Linked DNA regions of Zea mays: region 2 is linked to region 1. Evidence: chromatin contacts called from public Hi-C data. All regions are on one chromosome and are shown on one strand. The core of a region is the stretch at or near the end of the contact, and the rest is flanking DNA. Distances in the headings are between cores, read along the strand shown. Region 1 has its middle 38 kb from the start of LOC109942259. Region 2 holds the start of LOC100381274.

Region 1 (7,379 bases), core at 2,639-5,138:
CGCGATACGGCTGATCAGCGAAGTCTTCTTGTTTTGGTGCTTGGGGGTGATTTGGGTGGTGGATGTTTGGCTGATGCGGGTGCAGAGGCGGAAGTGGGGGTGGTACGACTTGTACCTCCTGGTGGTGCTGGTATGCGTGGTTGGGTGGATGTTGGGCGGGGCCATGGTTGTATGGTTGTGGGAGGTGGTGTTGATATGTATGGGCGACAACTCTTGGGTTGTCGGCGGGTTGTGCCCGGGACATCCTGTCCCTGGTGGCCTTCGTTTCCGGGCAGTCCCTCGTCGGGTGCGCGCAGTCTTCGCCGTGGAATAGGCAGTAAAACCTGCACGATTGCTGTGACCGTCCTCGACCCCGACCACGCATGCCATTGCCGTGGCCCTGGGGGGGTAATCTTAACGGCGAGGGGCCTCACCAGCGGGGTGCTGCTTGGCAATATTATGCACCTGCTGCTGACTACGACTGTCCCGACCGGAGTCTGACTGCGAAGGTCTTGTCCACGTTCGGCTGGACTGCGAAGGGTCCTTGGGTTTGCTCTGGGACTCGACCTTGCACTGGTGGAGCTCTTCGGATCTGACATATTTGTCAAACAGCCGAAAGAGCTCCTGGAGGTTCTTTGGTGGGTCCCTGATGCAGTGGCTGTAGAGGACGCCAGCTCGAAGGCCACTGATGGCATAGTGAATGGCAATTTGGTCGTCGACCGAAGGCAGTTGTGACTTCAGAGTCAGGAACTTGCGGTGGTACTCTCGCAGGGTTTCTTTCTCCAGTTGCTTGCAGAGTGACAGTTCGGCCAAGGCATCGGTGTCTGGGCGATACTCTTGAAAGTTGAGCAGAAATTTGTCCCGGAGACTTCTCCAGGAGTCAATGGACAACGGGGGCAACCTGGTGTACCAGGTTAGGGCCGGACCTTCGAGGGCGATGATGAAAGACTTGGCCATCGTGGCGTCGTCCCCTCCGGACGATGCGACAACGACCTGATAGCTCATGATATACTGTGCTGGGTCGGTGCTGCCGTTGTACTTGGGGTAGGCCCCTGCCCTGAAGTTGGCGGGCCATGGTGACACTTGCAGTTGCGGCGCTAGAGGACTCCACTCATCAAGGTAGTTGACGCCTTGGAATGCTGCGTCGTGTGGGATGACGGGTCCGCGCTGAGGAATGAATAGGTCTCTGATTGGCGCGCGTTGTTGGAGGGGCGGACCGTGCTGCAGATCATGTTGGCCTTCGCGCTGCATGAGCGCAATCTCTTGCTCGAGTTCCTGAGCCCTCTGCTCCTCGTCTCGTATCATCTAGCGCACCTTGGCCTGCACAGAGACACGTTGGCGCTTGGCCTCGAGGATCTCTTTCTGCTTCTGGAGGTTACGGTTCTTGATGCGCAAGGCCCGCAGTTGTAGTTGTTCCTGTGCTGAAATGCCGATGACTTCACCATCCTCTGTGGCGTCCTTGCCCTCTAGTGGAGCGAAGCCTGGGGGTGCTTGCGGTTGTCCTCCGGAGCTACAGGTGCGGAGGGTGCCTTCGGGAGTTGGTTGATCATTGCGCTGTCTCTTGCTGAGTGCGTCGTCTTCGTAGGCTTCTTGGTGGGTGGTGTCTGCAAGGGCCTTGCCCTTTTTCTCGGCCAGCAGCGCTGCCTTCGCTGCTTCGTCAACGGATGGGGCTGCCTTCGAGCTAGCTCTCTTGGGTGCCATCGCGGGTGGTTTTTTCGTAGCATGAATGGTGGGCGCCAAATGTTGAAACTTGCTCTCCTAGGCAAGTTGATCCAAAGGGGGAGTGAAATTAACGTAAACAAGGTTTTGACTCGAGATGGCAATTGCTTTGTTAATCCCGCCCCTCAAGGACACTGTACGGGGGTATTTATAGGTGCCTGAGTACCCAACATCTCGATGTAAGGACGCATGTACCCTCAGGCACCTGGACTATCCCCGGAATATTCCTATAAAGGAGGGTTATAGACTGTCATTACAGAAAAGCCATTATAAATCGGGCCCGTAACACACTTCTTCGTGCGGGGCCTATTACAATAGGCCGAATCCCACGTGGGCCTCCAGGTCGGGTGAGGACATGGGATGGGGCGACGTCGTCGTAGACCTTTGTCTTGTAGTGTAGACGAAGGGTGGACCTCGCCGGTCGTTTTGCTTACGTTGGTGCAGCGAGATAGACGAAGGCTGGAGCGAAGGGTAGCGTCTTCGCCTTTGCCGCAACAGTAACAATGTTTTATTTCGACCGTAAGAAGTCGAGATGCACCTGTGTTTCGGTATCTTGTGAGGCTGCACACGTCGGTCTCACTCTCTCTCTCTCTGACTCTCTCTCACCAACGGATCGGAGAAATGGCGGACGGCATGCAGCTAGCGTCGTCGTTTTCCTTGGAGAACGCTGTGCCTGTGCAGTTTGACCCACCAGGAAATTAAACCTGACAGCGAAGGGAAAGAGTGTGAACACATGATCTAATTAAGGAGTTCAAAGTGTTGGAAAAAAGAAACCGATTTCGTCAAGGAGTAACAAACACGCGCGGATCCCGCCGGTAGTCTAATATTCGTCCTACCATGCCCATCATCATCACCATTATCATCATCATCCCTTCCATAGAATACTAGCTAGCCCTCCACCTTAGTGGTGGACGGTGGTGGTAGTTATATCTTCAGGGTACCAGCACGCGCCGACGACCGTCGCCGCACTAGCTATAGCTCATTTTCAGAAGATTTGAAGAATCCTTAATGGGCAGATAAAGAGCAGCAATTAGCTAGCACGAAAAGGTATAGTAGAATCGAGTCCAAGCGAGCGAGTGTAGTGTAGTGCGGTCAAAATTAACGTTATTATTAGGTAATAACTAGGGGCAATGCGGACTAGAAGAGTAGAAGCAGCGAAAGGTCTCCGTTTCTTCAAAAAGGCAACACGGCACGCTGTGGTAAAGGGGCTTTGACGACGATCGACACTTTGGTATATAGTGTAAAGAGCGCCGGATTTGAATCGGTCCTATGCATATCAGCATGTAATTAAATCCTGTTGTGGGTGTGTGATCTGCATGCATGTGTGCCAACACTAACTTTCTTTCTTTCTTTCTTTCCTTTTTGCGTCAATTTAAGGACTCTAGTCTCATATGCTGTGGTTTATCTGGGAACCCGAAAGCACGAGCCAACACTTACTCAGCTGTGTGTGTGAGAGAGAAATAGAGAGAGAGATCGGGCACGGTTCAAATGCAGTAGGGGTTCTTCGTTCAGTTGGAGTGAGGTTCCATGTCAGAGTGAAAAAGAAGCATGTGGGGTGTGGGTCAGTCTAGAAAGCCGGAGATTTCTTTCTTTCACTGAAAGTCAAAGGAATTAGGCCATCAAATCAGTCTTTTTCTACATCGGAAAAGCCTCCTGCTCTTCACGCTCAACCTCCTCCTCCTATCTATCTGAATGTCTAGCTGTCAGCGTTCGGGTTATCTATAAACAGCTAGCTTGCTGCTTTTTTTGCTAGCTACCATGCAGAACGGCCATCATATTATACGTATACGAACTCAGTCCGTCCATGTCCATGGACTCGTATTTCTAGGCGGTCATACACTTTTCCTTTCGATCGCAGGTTGGTAATTCTAGCTAGGTGAAGTTGCACTAGTGATCTCGAATCGAAGGAGTTGATACACTCCATCCGTCACAAACTAAAATTCGTTTTAATTAATTACTAGATTTATATAATATTTAATATATATGTTATATATATATGTCTAGTTTTATCTTCTTTAATTTAAATATAGAACATATAAAAATTAAGAGGAACAGAGGGAGTAGTTGGGAATGCCCATTGGCGCAACAGTTGCGGGTTCGTTTTTGCGGCCCAGCACGGCACTCCAGCCTCTATGATGAACCACTGTTGTATCTTGTTCTCTGTCTCTCGCCGAACATGGGCCGTTGTTTCGCGATTTTGGGTGTTTTCAGGAATGATATGGCTCTTTGGATTTGGCCCATGTCTGCAAACTCTACAGATGATCACGTGGGCTAATTAAAACAAAACGATGTTTAGACGATAAAAGAGAAGATTAGCCTCTACTACGGTCTTTCGTCTCTTCGTGTTTGCATAATTGCATCATCAGGAGAGAACGAGAAAAAAAGTATTACACATCTTACTAAGGTCCTTTTTTTCAAGTGACTAAAGATTAATTCTTCTATTTTAGTATTATTTAGTCCCTAAATAGCTAATCGGCGCAACTAAAATAGGAACTAAACTGCTTTAGTCCTGCTCCCTCGAGGGGTGACTAAAGGAGATTAAACCATATTAATTTTATCTTTTTGCCCTCATTTTTTAGTTACACTAACAGTGCGAGAATGTTAAAGGGAATTTTAGTCTCTTATGAGTCATTTAATACGTTTCTAATACTTTTAGTACCTTGAAAGCAACTAGGCCCATGGTTGATTTTAGTGTTAATGACGACAACTTAAGATTATATGTGACTAACGTGTGTTCTACAGAGCAAATGGTAAGTTAGGTCGCATTACAAGAGGTTGCGTTGCAACGGTGAAAACAATCCCTTAGATGAGAACTTGAAGCGACAGCCGAAAAAGACGAATCTAAAGATGAAGGTCTTTATATTCCGAGTGTCGAAGGAGTTGCGCACACTTGGTATAGAATTAGGTCTTCTATTTTTACTTTAGCCGTACTATAAAGAGGGGTTGTGAATGAGTAGTTTGACCAAGAGAATTCTAGTGTAGTGTTGGTACATGTTCACACTCACAACCTCTAGGTGTCACTCTATAACACACTCACGAGTTAGAACGAAATCGGGTTAGAAAAACCAAAGGAAAATAAGTTGGATTTGCTGTCTTAGAGGCACCGGACTGTCCGGTGCGACCCCTGACAGTGGGGCCAGGCTGCCCCGGGAAAACCCGAGAGCAACGAGTTCACGTAGGCGAATTTTAGCGCACACACTGAACTATCCGGTGCACACCAGACAATCACTGTTCGCTGTCAGGTGTGCTGTCAGAGCAACGACTAGCTGTCAGAACTAGCCGTTGCAGCACACCGTTGGCGCACCGGACCGTCCGGTGCGGCAATGCACAACAGCCTACAATAACAGCTAGTTTTGATGGTTGGGGCTATTTATAACCCCTTCACCAGCCACATTAAGTGTCTTGCTGCCCACATTCACTTGTATTCGTTGCTAGTGCATTGCAAGTCCCACAAAACCTAGTGAGGTGATTAGAAAATCATAATCAGTGTTAGGACCTCATTAGTGCGCATGAGAGCCACCTAGAGCATACACCACATGCATTAGGCTTCTCTTGGTCAAGTGAAAGTCTATATGTTGTTACTCTTGGTGAAAGTCTATATGTTGTTACTCTTGGTGATCGGCATCACCTAGATGGCTTGGTGACGATTGGAGTGCGGTGATCACCCTGGAGGACTTGTTGGTGACCCGACTCAAGTTTGTACGCGATCGTGAGGGATCCAACACGCCAGAGTGGCAAAGGATCATCTTAGAGAGAGCACTTGGTTCTTGCGAGGACCAAGGGGGAGCGATACCTTTGCGTGGATGCTTCAACGAGGACTAGGGAAGAGTGTCGACTCTTCGATACCTCGATAAAAAAATTGGAGGAGTCTTCTTACCCTTATTTTACATTCCTCATTTACTTTGAGCATTTTACTTTATGCAATTGCTTAGTTAGTATTTGTTGTAATGACTTAGGGTTGTTGTTTATCTATTAGTATTTACCTTGCTAGTAGTTTGGATGAAGATGAGCTCATGCTTAGGGGTTAACTTTTATTGGAATTTTAGAAAAGCCCAATTCACCCCCTCTTGGACATCGTAATCCTTTCAGTCCCTTCAACCAAACACGTCAGGGACTAAATTTTAGTCCCTAGACTAAAGGAACCAAACAGGTGTAAACCCTTAAAATATGGTTTAAATTATTAGCTAGTTCTTGGTGGAATAAAACTAGAGTTTATTTTAAGTCTATGTTTTATTTATGAGACATGTTCCTATTAAAAAAATGAAATAAAGTTTGAAATCATGCATCATGCCAAAGATTTTGACTGTGCATTTAATTTGTATTGGAAATACTCTTTGAAATATATTTGAATCCAAGTGACTTGTGATGGAAGACTATATGTTACTTTTTTCCAAACCAAATAAGTAGTGAATGCTAATATCTAATGAACTATACGACTAACTACATCCCTAAAATAATGATTTGCACCTATGATGGTTTCGAATTAGAACCTTTTTGGAATTTGAATTTGATTTGAAAACAAAATAGAAATAGAAATAGAAATCAAAAGAAAAATAAAAAGATGTGAGAGCTTCCTCTTAGCTCTTGGACCGCTTTTGGCCCATTAAGCCATGCCTCCAGCGCCAGCTCGTGCCTCAACCTGGCGCCAACACCCGAGCCCCACAGGCCATTGCATCGGCCGCGCCTCTCCACACGCGGTCGCTGGACTGTGGCCCCACCCGTCAGCCCCTTCGCCTGTGCGCCTTGATAGAGAGCTCGCGCGCGGCGAACGCTGTAACAAACTTCCATCCAAATCGGAGGTTGTTGGAAGTCATCATGTGGGTATATAAGTATTGAGTCGCGAGCCCCCTAGAACCATAGCCGTGTAGTGTCCATTGCAGTGCTCGCATCGAGAGAACGTCGCCTTGCTACCAGGGAGAATGACGCTGGTGGCCGCCGCCGCGGAGATCAAGCTGTGTGGCGCCTTCGCCCTATGGTTAGGATTCGAGAGCATCACCGGACCACGATGAGGGTGGCTGTGCGCATTCTTCGATCAATCACCGACCGGAGCTCTGGGAATTGCTCGACAACGTCCAAACATCGCCTCAAGCCTCAAGCGACTAAGCTTAGGCAGATTGTGGCCAGCATCTCCAGTAGTTCCTAAAAACCTCTCTAAACTTAATTTAAAGTGTTAGTAACAAAAAATTATGCTCCAATAGTTCCTTAAATGAGGTCCCTATATATACCAACTTACTATTTATCCCTATTTAGTTTTTAAATGCGGGGAGTTGTTTCGCGCTCCTAATAGCCTCTTTTGCTCATTAATCACACTGTGAAATCATTTGTTGCTATAGATTTCACACCCGTGTACAAGTGATGCACTTTAAATGATTTAAGTTGTGAAAATAATAAATTTACCATAGAGTTAGTATAATTTAAAAATATTTAACAACTTAAAAATCAGGAACCGTTGGAGACTAAGCTTGTTTTTGTTGGTAACATACATTCCGTAAATTGTTAAATCAGAGTTTACAGGGCATTTTTTAGAGAACTGATGTAGATGCTCTAGTAGTAAACTGAACAAGTTCATAGAAAGTTGTAGAGATAAATCCTTCGTGAATAGACTGTCTCCGCGCGTGGCCTTTAGCCAGGGACTAGGTGAGCCCATGCAACCGCCACCCGCTCCCTACGATCTCTTATTA
Region 2 (7,379 bases), core at 3,071-5,570, 68 kb before region 1:
GGCCGGCGGGATGAAGGTGCTCCGACTTGTACTGCTGGCAAGTTGCGCACGCCCGCACAAAGTCCTGCACCATGCGCCTCATGTTGGGGAAGTGAAAGTCGCGGCGCAGCCGGTGGAGTGTGCGGTGAACGCCCTCGTGGCCGTCTGCGTGGACAGCGGTAACGATCTCCGGCAGTAGAGGGGAGGCGGCGGGGATGTAGAGGCGCCCGTCGAATGTGACCATGCCGTCCGTCACGGCCCACGGGGCAGCGCGTGTGCCGGCGCGTACCTCATCGTGGACAGCCACCAAGGCGGGATCCATGGCCTGGGCATGGCGCAAGCGGCTGATGAAGTCGAAACGGGGCGCCGAGATAGCCAACAGCTCACCTTCCTCGGTGTTTCGGCGAGAGAGCGCGTCCGCCACGACGTTAGTCGCACCCGACCTGTACTCAACAGAGAAGTCAAAGCCCAACAGCTTCCCGACCCAATGATGTTGTGGGATCGTGGCCAGGCGCTGGTCGAGCAAGTATTTCAAGCTATAGTGATCGGTCTTGACAACGAACTGCCGACCCCAGAGATACGGCCGCCAGTGCCGCACCGCCTGGACGAGGCCGATGAGCTCACGCTCGTAGGCCGCGAGAGCGCGATGCCGGGGGGCGATGGGTCTGCTAAAGAATGCCACTGGATGGCCCTCCTGTACCAGCACGGCGCCGAACCCATGTGACGATGCGTCACACTCGACGATGAATATCTTCGCGAAGTCCGGCATGGCCAGCACCGGAGCAGATGTGACTGCGGCCTTGAGGGCCGCGAATGCCGCAGCCGCCCCGTCATCCCAGGCGAAGCCATCCTTCTTGAGGAGCGCGGTCAGCGGGGCCGCCATCGGCCCGTAGTTGTGCACGAATTTGCGGTAGTAGCCCGCCAATCCGAGGAAGCCACGCACCGCGCGTACCGAGCGTGGAGCTGGCCAGTCGACGATGGCCTGCACCTTGGCTGGGTCCATGGCCACACCCGCCGCCGAGATTACGTGGCCCAGGTAGGCGACGGACGGGGCAGCGAACGCACACTTTGTACGCTTGACGAAGAGGTGGTGGCGGTGCAGCTCGTCGAGCACGGCGCGGAGGTGTCGAAGATGGTCTGCCCATGTCTTGCTGTATATGAGAATATCGTCAAAAAAGACAAGGACGAACCGGCGGAGAAACGGGCGGAGCACGTCGTTCATGAGCGCCTGGAACGTTGCTGGCGCGTTGCAGAGGCCGAACGCCATCACCAGGAACTCGTACAGCCCATCGTGAGTGCGGAACGCCGTCTTGTGAATATCTTCCGGACGCATGCGCACTTGGTGGTACCCCGAACGCAGGTCCAGCTTGGAGAAGTACCGTGCCCCATGGAGCTCGTCCAGCAGCTCGTCGACCACGGGAATGGGAAAGGCGTCCTTCACCGTGAGCGCGTTGAGGGCGCGGTAATCAACGCAAAAGCGCCAGGACCCGTCGGGCTTCTTGACGAGGAGGACCGGCGACGAGAAGGGCGAGTCGCTGCGTCGTACGATCCCTTGCTCCATCATGGCGGCGCACTGGCGTTCCAGCTCGTCTTTGTGGGCAGCCGGGTACCGGTATGGCCGGACTGCCACAGGCTGCGCGCCCGGCGTCAGGGTGATGCGGTGGTCGTGGGCGCGCTGCGGTGGCAGACCGGTCGGCTCGGCGAAGACGGAACTGAAGGAGTCCAGGAGTGCGTCGAGGAACTGCTCGCTCGCCACCGTGGCGCTGATTGCTGTGGGACTGGCAGCCGAGACGCCGGTCCAGCATATCGGGCGCCCCTGGAATTGGAACTTCATGCGCCGGCTGCCCAGGTCCCACACAATAGGACCCAGCGCGCCCAGCCACCGTGTGCCGAGGACGACATCGTACCCAGCGAGCGGCATGACGTAGAGATCGGCCGGGAACGGGGTACCGTCGATGGTGAGGGGGGCGTCACGGAGGACCCCGGCGCAGGTGACGCGCTCGCCGTTGGCGACCATGGCGGTGAGACGTGGCCGCTGGTGAAGGGGCAGACCCGTGCGCCGCGCCGCCGCCTCGGATATGAAGTTGTGGGTGCTGCCGGAATCGAGGAGGGCGACCAGCGAGGCGGCACCAAGCGCGACGGCGATCTGCATGGTGTCAGCCACAGGCACCCCGGCCAGGGCCTGCAGGGAGAAACAGGGGGCCTCACCGTCAGCGTCCGGAGGCTCGTCGTTAGTGTCTTCAATCTCCACGCCCTCCATGAAAAAAATGCGTCTGCAAAACCGGTTGTGGCCACGCGTGTACTTTTCATTGCAGTTAAAACAGAGGCCCATGCGGCGCCGCTCCGCCATCTCGTCGGGGGTGAGGCGCCGTTGATTGTCCTCGCCACGGCCCTGCTGGGTGGCCCTCGGTGGTGCAGGGAGCGCCAGCGGCTGCTGGGGCGCTGGAAGCGCTGGACGTGGCGCCGGTGCGGACAGCAGACCGCGCGAGGGCGCCCGAGGTGCAGGCTGCACCAGCCGGTCGGCCTCCATCAACTCCACTTGGCGCGCCAGGCTCATGGCTGATGCGAGCGACTCCGGGTTGTGGATGCGAACGGCATGGCTGAGTGGTGGCAGCAGGCCGCCGGTGAAGAGCTGGACGCGCTGGTGTTCGTCGAGACGACCGGCGCGAGGGAGAAGGGCCTGGAATCTATTTGCATACTCTTCCACGGTCCCTGTGCGCCTGCATTCTGCGAGCTCGAACAGCGGGGCCGAACGGAGGGGAGGTCCAAACCGTAAGTTGAGGAGGTCCCTGAACCGTCCCCAGGTTGGCGTGCCCTCGTCCTCCTGGAGTTGGATGTACCACAGCTGCGCGACGTCCTCCAGGTTGTATGAGGCCATCCAAACGCGCTCCTCCCCCATGGTGCGCTGCTGGCGGAAATACGACTCACACTTGTTGAGGAAGAGCATAGGATCGGACTTGCCGTCGTAGCGTGGGAAGTCCAGCTTCTGAAATTTAGGTGGGCGATCCAGATCGCGCGGCATCTCTGCGCGTCCCCCGGCGCCGTAATCCGACGTCGACGCCGACTTTTCCTTCATGGCGGCCATGTCAGCCTCCATGGTGGACATCTTGGTGGTGATGGCCCTAAGCATCTCCATCACGTCCTGCATGGACGGCTCGGCCATGGTGGCTGGTTGCAGGGCCGAGTCGGTGGAAGATTGGGGTGAAGGTGGAGGGCTGGTGTGGGTTGCAGCGGCTGTGGATGAAGGATTGGAGCGAGTGGGAGAGGATCGCCGGGATCGCGATACCAAGTTGTCAAGGGCGTCGAGCCCTTGGGTGGCCGGACCGCGGCTACGCAGCTCGTAGCCGTCGGCCGTCTTCTCCGGTGAGGTTATTCCCCTCAACCGTAGGCTTAACAGAGAAGAAGAGATTTGGGATATAATTCATGCTTGCCTTATTAAAAGAACCGCCTGCTTTATATATAGCCAGGCCAGCCAAACCAACTCCTATTTCTTCTCTATACTTATCTTCCTAAACAACTTCTTAACAACTTATCCCTATTTGCTAGCAGCGGCCAGCTCTGATCTGTTGCTGGCCGTGAGCTTATCTTCTAAACAAACCTCCAATTTTCTAGCTACTAGCAACTGCAGCTATTCCTGCGCCCTGATCTGCTGCTGGCCGACGCTCGTAGTGGTGATTTCCCGATCTTATCCAATGGAACCTGCGGCTGTTGCCTCTTGGGCGTGTTCAGCGCGCTCACGCGCACGCCGTATGTCACGGGTACGCCGTTGCCTGACGTAGGGGCGGCCGTACATGACATCGACATCAGTTGGTGAATTATCGAACAGCAACTACTATTATATTGTAAGAAACTGGAAAGACGATTCCGAAATCCAAGCACATGCACATTGATTTGTTCCTTTGGAGTTTAAATAACACCAGAATTTCCTTCGTTAAGATGTGGACTCCGGCCGGGCCATGAGCACCTGGAGCCGCCGCCTGCCCGCGACCGGCAGCGAGGTGAGGGAGGCCGTTCGAGCGGAGGTGGATAGGAAGCCCCAGGAGGCGCGGGCGGGATGAACAGGCGGCGGACCAAGAGAGGAGGAGGGAGGTCCGCGCGCCGGCGACGGACAGAATCCAAAATGGGTGGAAGCTCACCAGATCGGAGAAGTACTGCTCCGCGTCTTCTCCGTACCGGATCTTCTTCTTCAGCAGTTAACTACCCTCGGATCCGCGTCTTCTTCTTCAGAGGCGGTGGGTGATATAGGTGGCGACGGCGACGGCGACGTCGGTGGGTGACAGGATGAGGGCGGCGTCGGCTAGATCCAGAGGAGGAAGCGATACGAGGAGTGGAGGCTCCGCGTCTCCGCGGGTGCTGCCTGCCTGCCCGGCCTTCGGAGGCGTGAAAACCGGTCCGAACCGGATGATAATTCGGCCCTCTTTGGAATTGGGTCCACTCCAAAAAAAATGGTGGAGCTAGTAAAACAAGTTGAGATGGCTCCATATTTCAGCCCGGTGTAGTTTTAATTAGTTCAAAAATATTTTTAATCTAAATAATAAATAAAATGACTTATCTAAATGTTTTCTAAAGTCTTACAGTTTTAGCTCTACGATTTCCTGAAGCACCTAATTACCTGTTCCACCAACTTTACTAAATTTTTTAAAGTTAGAGTTATCACATATAGAGCCCAGGTGCTCCAGAAAATCGTAAAGCTAAAGCCACGAGAATTTATAAAACTTTTAGATAAATTATTTTATTTATTTTTTAATTAAAAATATTTTTAAATTATCTAAATTAATATTATAAATTATAGCTCCACACTAAAACTGGAACTGAAAGCCATTCCAAACACCCCCATTTCCCTTTTGTGTGCTTCTAAAGGCTGCTTATACCACAAAGGTGTTTTTTTCACACGGGTGCGAGGTGACGTGAGTCGGTCGGTTTTTGAGGCTTCCAAATTAAACTAGCTTAGAAGTGGATTAGCAGTGAATAAAGAATGTTTAAATGTACTAAGCTAATAGTTAGCTCGCGAAAAAACTGCTAGTAAAATTAGCTAGCTAACTATTAGTTAATCTTATAAAAGTAGTTAGTAGCTAAATTATTAGCTAGATTGTTTGAATACCTTTAATTAATTTTAGTAGTTAACTATTAGCTCTTGTAGTCTAGTGCATTCAAACACTCCCAAAGTTACAAAGCTGTGTAATACCCAAATAGTGAGAGCAATAGAAGATACAAGAAATAAGAAATATAAAAGGTTCATTGGATCACTTGTATTGTTATTCTCATCTTAGCATAACTAGGTCTATGCCCGTGCGTTGCTACGGGTACATTAAAATGCATAACAATGTTAGTGTCAATGTGCCATTATATAGGAACTAATCCTTAGTAATACTGCACTCTTGTAACCGAAGTATCATAAGACCAATACAAGCGGGTAAACTCAATAGTCGCCCAAAGCGAAACAACAAATTTGTCGCAAGCTGCCTACTGCTGGGCGCACTGCACCCTCTGCCCACCGCCTGGCACATTATCGTCCTCGTCGTAGGCCTCCTGGTGCTGCTGCTGCCGCCTCCGCATCTCCTCTTCGATGTTCACGTCGTAGGGCATCGTATCCTCACACTCGTCCAGCTCCATGTCAGTGTACTGTGATACTGGCTTGGGCGGGAGAACAACCTCTAGGGCCTTGCACTGCTCCGGGCTCAACGAGTCCGAGAACTCCACTGAGAAGTGGATGTACAGCTTGCCCTTTATGAAGGGCCTCTGATACATGGGCATGCCTTCATCGTTGATTGCCTTGAAAGAATCTGCACAAATTTAAAGTAATCAATGAGCATTGGCCAAATCACGAAGGCAGAATCATAATCATACGTCAGAATCACCCACCAGGCTATACAATAATTTTTATATAAAATATACGTGTCTATGTACTGTGATACTGAATGTAGTAGACTCGTGAGCCTCCGTCAAACTGAACCGGTTTCCGAGCTCGCCAGATACCCAAGCCGAGCCGGCGCGGCTCGCCATACCACCACCTCTACATGGAACTATGGATAGGGAAAAGTTTCAGGAGATACGGATGAACACATGAAGCTCATGTATCTTGTAGGGTCTCACTCACTGAGGTCGTCCAATATATAAAGAATAAATAGTCGTCCAATATATAAAGAATAAATAAAAAGAATACCATATTAGTTTTACTAAAAGGTAACGATGTAGTCCGAGAACTCCACTGAGAAGTGGATGTACAGCTTGCCCTTTATGAAGGGCCTCTGATACATGGGCATGCCTTCATCGTTGATTGCCTTGAAAGAATCTGCACAAATTTAAAGTAATCAATGAGCATTGGCCAAATCACGAAGGCAGAATCATAATCATACGTCAGAATCACCCACTAGGCTTCACAACTTCGCCATGGTTCAATTTGATCAGCATTTGCCTGTTATCCATGTGAGTCAGAACAAACTGGAAGCTACACAGAGATTCAATCAAGGTCAGTGTGTGCTCGTAGAAGAGGTCATCGCCCTTTCTCTTGAACTTGGGATGCTCCTTTTGCTGGAGAACAAAGATGATATCTCCAGTGGCAGTATCAGGCTGCACATGAGCACAAGATAGTTAGAACCCAAGGTTGCACACATTAGTTAGAACAGAAGTTTAGTTTGTGCCAGAGGAATAACTTTAGAACTGAGGACTAAGGAGTCATTACCGCTTCATCAGCTTCGCCAGGGAATGTGATCTTATGTCCGTTCTGCATACCTTTCTCAACTACCACTTCAAAAACTTTCTTCTCCGACACGACTTTATCACCTTTGCATTGTGGGCATCTATCTTTATCGCTGATGGTCTCTCCAGAACCCTTGCACTCATTGCAAGGATGTTGCATTTGCTGAATCATTCCAGGTCCCAACTGCCGGATTTGGACCTTGAAGCCAGAACATTGACAACCAGCACACCTCGACGAAGCTCCAGACTTGGAACCCTTACTGCACGATTACAAGCACACAATGAGATCCTAAGAATCTAATATAGAAAGCATACTGTAATTGAGTTTTTGGCATCCTTGTGTTGTGGATTCAGATGACCTACCCATTGCACTTGGAGGAGAGGACATTGCGGGACAGAGAGAGCTTCTTTGATGTGCCATTGTGCCATAATCAAGTGCTACACACAACATGGATTCTGGCAACCATATAAATGCCAAGGTTATTCTGACATAGCAATCGTGGATATAGCATCGGTTAGACAAACATATCATAAATAAAGAATTAAGTCTCATTTGCAGACAGTTCTGGTGTATATAAGCACAGACAAAAGATGTCTCTGTAACGGATTCTATTGAACAGAACACATGCCATTATCAACTGCTTTACAAAATTTATTTACATGTTCAAACAGGAGCGATTTATTACACTAAGTATTCTAGT

What was found. A called contact is a pair of places that touch in the nucleus more often than the background predicts.
Region 2: a contact with region 1 is called in a Hi-C map of ear, with 2.9 times the contacts expected there. The contact joins the promoter of LOC100381274 here to the enhancer-like site in region 1. A contact is called at or near these places in 3 of 25 Hi-C or Micro-C datasets (ear, leaf and seedling).

What each region holds. Positions count from the first base shown.
Region 1 is chr9:32,687,835-32,695,213 of Zm-B73-REFERENCE-NAM-5.0, reverse strand. No RefSeq gene overlaps it. Among protein-coding and RNA genes, the nearest start is that of LOC109942259, 38 kb to the left of the region's middle. Within about 2 kb of position 3,888, at least 17 of the 20 cell types and tissues checked have an H3K27ac peak or open chromatin away from gene starts, as enhancers often do. A contact at or near this core is called in ear, leaf and seedling, where this site is marked.
Region 2 is chr9:32,755,903-32,763,281 of Zm-B73-REFERENCE-NAM-5.0, reverse strand. LOC100381274 reads right to left here and starts at 4,320. Exons shown (of 5, transcript NM_001195849.2): 1 at 4,116-4,320. It overlaps LOC103639869 (dnaJ protein homolog 2), which reads right to left. Exons shown (of 5, transcript XM_008662555.2): 2 at 7,042-7,108; 3 at 6,662-6,938; 4 at 6,351-6,549; 5 at 5,334-5,762. The coding sequence ends at 5,443.